2 separate regions of the Hordeum vulgare genome follow, and region 1 is linked to region 2. The links are chromatin contacts, called in public Hi-C maps. All regions are on one chromosome and are shown on one strand. The core of a region is the stretch at or near the end of the contact, and the rest is flanking DNA. Distances in the headings are between cores, read along the strand shown. Region 1 has its middle 11 kb from the start of LOC123406433. Region 2 has its middle 160 kb from the start of LOC123404302.

Region 1 (2,808 bases), core at 88-2,587, 670 kb after region 2:
CGAACTTGAGCCAAGGTCCTTACATACGAGTGTGCATCACCACAAAAACGACACGACTTCCTTGAATTAGGAAAGCACCAAAAGTATAAAAAAAGCTCGTGGTGATATCTATAGCATGTGTATTGTATCACTCAGTTTCCTGAATTAATTTTAAAAAACTAACGGATTTGAATAATTCCATCAATTTAGAAAAAAAAATCGTCATTTTTTAATAAAAGTTCACAATTTAAAAAAACTTCATTAATTTTTTAAAAATCTCATCAATTTTTTAAAAATCATTTATTTGAAAAAAATTCATTCATTTTGAAAAAGTTCATCGATTTTGAAAACATTCCATCTATTTGAAAAATGCTCATTGATTTTGAAGAAAAGTTCATTGATTTTGAAAACAACATCGATTTTTTTAAAGTTCATCAATTTTCCAAAAAAAAATCATCGATTTGCAAAAAGTTCATCGATTTTGGGGAAAAATACATCATTTTCAAAAAAAGATCATCCATTTGAAAAACATTTATTGATTTTGAAAAAAACCCATTAATTTTAAAAATATTTCATACATTTTGAGAAAAAGTTCAAATAATTGTAAAAAGTTCATAAAATTTTAAAAATAAGTTCCTCCATTTATAAAAAGGTTCATCAATTTGAAAAAAAGTTCACGAGTTTCGAAAAGTTCTATTCATGGATTAAGAAAAGAAGTTCCTCTATTTGAAGAAAAAAAATAGGAATTTCAAAAAAAGAAAACGATAAATGAAAAAAGGGAAAAAGGAAAAACAGAAAACAAAAATGGAAAAAGGAAAACAAAGAAAAGAAATAAAATGCAGATTCTGGTCTGTTGCCGGGTGTTGTCACGAGCGAACCGTCAAGAGCTAGTTGTGTGGTTCGAATCCGAGGAACTGTGGATTTGCTAAGCGGCGCCTGCAGTGCTCCGCAATGGGCCGACCCATCTAGAAATTTTTCATGAACTTTTTTAGTCAGTGAACTTCATTTGAAATCGGTGAACTTTTTTGAAAAAACGATGTTTTTTAAAAAAAAATTGGTGCACTTTTTTGAAAATCGATGAATATAATTTAAAATTCATGAACTTTTTTCAATCAGTGAACTACTTTCAAAAATTGATGAACTATTTTTTCAAAATCGATGTTTTTTTCGAATACTTTAAAAAAATTGAAAATTCATGAACATGTAATCATTGATTTTTTTACGAAAGTCTGAACTTTTTAAAAATTCTGTGAACTTTTGTCGATTTTTTAATAACAAACCCCTTTTATATGGGCCGGCCCACGAATAGGGGCGCTGCAGGCGCCCGTTCCGCTAATGTCGCCTGAAGCGCCACATAGGAGGTCCCCAAAGGAGCACCCAACTAGGCCGGCCATCCGCACTGTAGGGAATCGATGTACTGTAGCAAACCGCACTGAAGCTACTCGACTGTTGTGATCAAACTTTTTCTAAAAAAATTCTGTCAGTTTTAATAATAAAACATGAACATATTTTGTAAAACGGAAAAACTATTTTGAAGTTTCAAAAAATGAAATTTATGAACGTTGTTTATAATTACATACAAATTTTTAGTTTTGATTTTTTTTCTGAAATTCTTACCAAATTTTAGAAATCCTGTTTGTTTTTAAAGTGCAAATATTTTTTATCATTTCCAAACAAATATTAGAAATATCGATCATTTTTTGAATTTTCTAAATGATTAAAAAATTCCAAACATGTTTTGAAATTTTTGATATTTTTTTTATTTCCGACCAAATTTGGAAAACGGGTTTGTTGGTTTGGTAATATTTTAGTTGGTTTCGTAATATTTTTAGTTTGTCCTTCTATTTATTGTTTGTCCACGTTTTTTAGGTCAACATAGATGTCTAATTTAGTGAAGTTAGGTTTTTACTATGGCCCTGATACTGTTTAAACAAATGAGATGGGAGTTGATGTGAGTGAATTTCAGTACATTAAGATGTCAATGACTGCCCCTGAAATATATATTGTTAGTCAGTTGACACAATGGCTGGACGGATGTTTAGTGTTACTGAAACAGACAACATCGATGCTCATGCATTATGGATTCGGTCCAGTTCAAAAAAATTATTTTATATGAAGCAAATATAGTGAGACTCTGATGGATGCACTGGTTACTAGCTTGCAATATCGGCGGGAACTAAGAATCGGAAAACTATGACAGGAGATATCGGCGGGAACTAAGAAGCACGGGAAGTCACAAGCGGGAAATTATGACGGAAGATATCGGCGGGAACTAAGAAGCGGGAAACTATGACAGAAAGTTAGAAGTAGGAAATTATGGCGGACTATTTTTGCCGATCACCAAAAAGTCTTAATTACGCTGAAAAGTATGAGCGGATGCACCTATCAGCTTTGCCAAAATCAACTGAAACTAATTGGTTACTATTAAGCCAATTAATACTAAATAGTCATGCTTAAGCCGACTCGAGATGCATGGGGCGGACGAGTGGCTTATCGGTTTAGCCAAAGCCGATAAGCACTAATCGACTACAGTGAAGCCGACTGGAGCCGGTCGTCTTTGACTAGACTGACGCTGTTATATTTTTCAAAGATGTTTCAACGGCATAATATTTTTCAAATTTAATAAAAAAATGTATTATTAAAAAATTAGCTTTAAACGTTACATTAGCCATGTGCAAATTGTTTATTTACTGAAGTTTGTAGGCTTTGTGCAATGGTGAGATGCAAGTATGGATATTCGAGTGTCGTATTCCTTCAAAGATCAGATTTTAAATATGTATGTGCACACTCCACGGAAAGTTATTCAAGCATAAGTAGGTGACTGATTGA
Region 2 (2,700 bases), core at 100-2,599:
GAGTAGGTGACTCTCTCTCAAAAAAATGGACCTGGCAAGTGTGTGTGTTCTGAGTACTTCCTCTGTGAGTGAGAGGAGGTGGAGGGGTATATATAGGCATCCCCCAAAATCCAACCATTACAATATTATTCCCCAACTCGGTGATACCGAAATGAATCTCGGTGGTACCGAGTTGCACTAAATGTGGCGACTTTTAAATTCTCGGTGAGACCGATATATAAATCTCAGTGGTACTAATGTGATGGCCTAGGGAAGTTTCCAAATCTCGGTGAGACCAATTACAATCTCGGAAATTCCGATTCTTGGAATTTGCTCAACAGAAAGTTGGTCACTATCTTTCGGTGGTACCGATGTGAAAGTTGGTGGTACCGAGAGATTAGGGTTTGGCAAAGGTTCTATCTCTGAAAAATCGGTAGGGCTGAGTGGAAAATATTGGTGGCATCAATTTTCTAGGAGAATGACTGAATATTTTTGGTGGCTATCTCTAAGCACTTGAGCAACCAATTAAACATAATACCTCACCCTCTTTTAATAGTATTGGCTTTCCTCATGTATATAAAAATATTAAAAAAATATTTGGAAAAAATGATGACCAAGTATTTTAAAAATGTAAATGTGTTTAGAAAATGTGTTGATTGTGTGTTAAAAATGTTAATATTGCACTTAAAATGTTTATGAGACATTTGAAAAATATTAAATGTGCATAGTAAAAATGTTGATCATGCATTATAATTTTTTCATATCGTTTTTGAAAAATATAAATCAATTATTTGAAAATATTACGTATGGATAGAAAAAATGTTGATGTGTATTTAAAAAATGTTAATCTTTTATTTCGAAAATGTTAATAAAGTAATTCAAAATTGTTAAAAAAATTCTTTACAAAACATGTCTTTTTTTGACTGAAAATAATAGGAGAGGCTCCTACTATGCTATATTAATATATAATAAATATCTACATGTCTTGGAGACAAGTCCCCAGAAGGAGGAAAAAGGACAATCAGAGTCTAAAGAGTGTTTACAAAACATGTTGACCATGTATTCGAAAAATGTTAAATTTATATTTGTAAAATGTCTAAACATGTATTAAAAAGTGTTCTGGACGTATACACAAAATGTAGATAAAAGAAGTAACTAATGTAAAAAGAATCTACCTTTTGGCCATTAATTTGATCATTACATTGGCTAGGCGTGTTACAAATAAACAAGGAGGGCCAGGGGACTAATCTTGTCCTTGCTTCCATTTTGTTTTAAGATTTGCTAATGGGCCAGCCCAGTTGCTTGTGCGAAGAGCGAGATATAGCTCCAGCCGTCTCGCCACGGGCTAGGGGACCTCCTATGCGCCGCTCGTTGCGGCAACTGCCGAGGGGACGCACACGAGGTCGCCCCTACTGGGCCGGCCCAAGTTAGCGACCAGTAGCGAATATGGAGACCACAAAAAAGGTTAGCGACCAGCAGTTGAAAATCTGAAACATTTCAGTATATTTGTTTTGAAACTTCCGGAACATTTTTTCACATCCAGAACATTTTTTCGAATTCTGGAACATTTTTTTAAATTCCTGAACATTTTTGAAATGTTGAAACATTTTTTCAAATTCTGGAACATTTTTTCAAATTTTGGAACATTTTTACAAATTCCGGAACATTTCTTCAAATTTTGGATTATTTCTTTTGGAAAACTCGAAACTTTTTAATAAAAATATCAGAATATTTTTTCAAATTCCTTAGCTTTTTAAAAATTCCGGAACATTTTTTCCAATCCAGAGCATTTTTTCGAATTCTGGATCATTTTTTTAAAATTTCTGAACATTTTTACAATTTTGGAATTTTTTTTAAATTTCCGAACATTTTTTAAATTCCAAAACATTTTTTCAAATTCCGAAACATTTTTTCAAATTTGATAACATTTTCTAAAAATCAAGAACATTTTTAAAACAAAAACAGAAAAAAAAGGTTCAGAGAATCTTATAAAAAGTTCCAAAACCGGAAAAAAATCGTATGGAGACTTTAGAAGGTTCCTAAAACCGGAGGTGTTGGACATGTAAATGGGCTGGGCCATTACCAAACGCTATGTGGTGCCTCTGTGCGAAGCCTCGACTTTTCGACGCAGAATGCGGCGAATAGGGATTTCCAGGGTCAAACCTAGTTGTCTATCCTCGCGCGAATTTGTCGACAAATCACAGAATCAATCAAGACAAGGATACCATAATGGACCGGCCAAGTGGTAGCCGTGTACACAAAATATAGGACCAACGGTGACCGAATCAGGTTCGTGTTTTTTTTCTTAAAGTAAATCCCGTCGCTTAATTTACTGATTTTTTCTTCTTCTATTATTTCTTCAAGAAATCCTGAAAAAAGAGATTCATTAAAAAATCGGATTAAATAAAAACATTTCAGAAATATTAGAAATTGTGACAAAATGTTCATTTTCTTTGTTCATTAAATCTGCCCATTTACAATTGTTCAAATATTTAAAACGTGTTGATTTTTCAAATATGTTTAGGAATCTTTACCTAATAATAAAGAGGCCATCGCTTCCGTCGGAAAACCCACCGAGGTGATTTACAAAAAAGCCTTACTGTTTATGACATTAAACTCGTAGTATATATTAAATATTTTTTTAAATACTCATATCTTTTAAACCGTAACTTCAAATTTAACATATTATACATGGAATTTGATTAGAAAAATATGTAGAAT

The links. Hi-C and Micro-C count contacts between places; a contact is called where the count stands out from the background.
Region 1: a Hi-C map of seedling shows a contact between it and region 2, with 8 times the contacts expected there. The contact joins two enhancer-like sites. A contact is called at or near these places in 3 of 6 Hi-C or Micro-C datasets (leaf and seedling) and 1 of 1 datasets of contacts at active chromatin or transcription factors (embryo).

What each region holds. Positions count from the first base shown.
Region 1 is chr6H:456,770,849-456,773,656 of MorexV3_pseudomolecules_assembly, forward strand. No RefSeq gene overlaps it. Among protein-coding and RNA genes, the nearest start is that of LOC123406433, 11 kb to the right of the region's middle. Within about 2 kb of position 1,338, at least 3 of the 3 cell types and tissues checked have open chromatin away from gene starts, as enhancers often do. A contact at or near this core is called in leaf and seedling, where this site is marked.
Region 2 is chr6H:456,101,267-456,103,966 of MorexV3_pseudomolecules_assembly, forward strand. No RefSeq gene overlaps it. Among protein-coding and RNA genes, the nearest start is that of LOC123404302, 160 kb to the left of the region's middle. Within about 2 kb of position 1,350, at least 3 of the 3 cell types and tissues checked have open chromatin away from gene starts, as enhancers often do. A contact at or near this core is called in leaf and seedling, where this site is marked.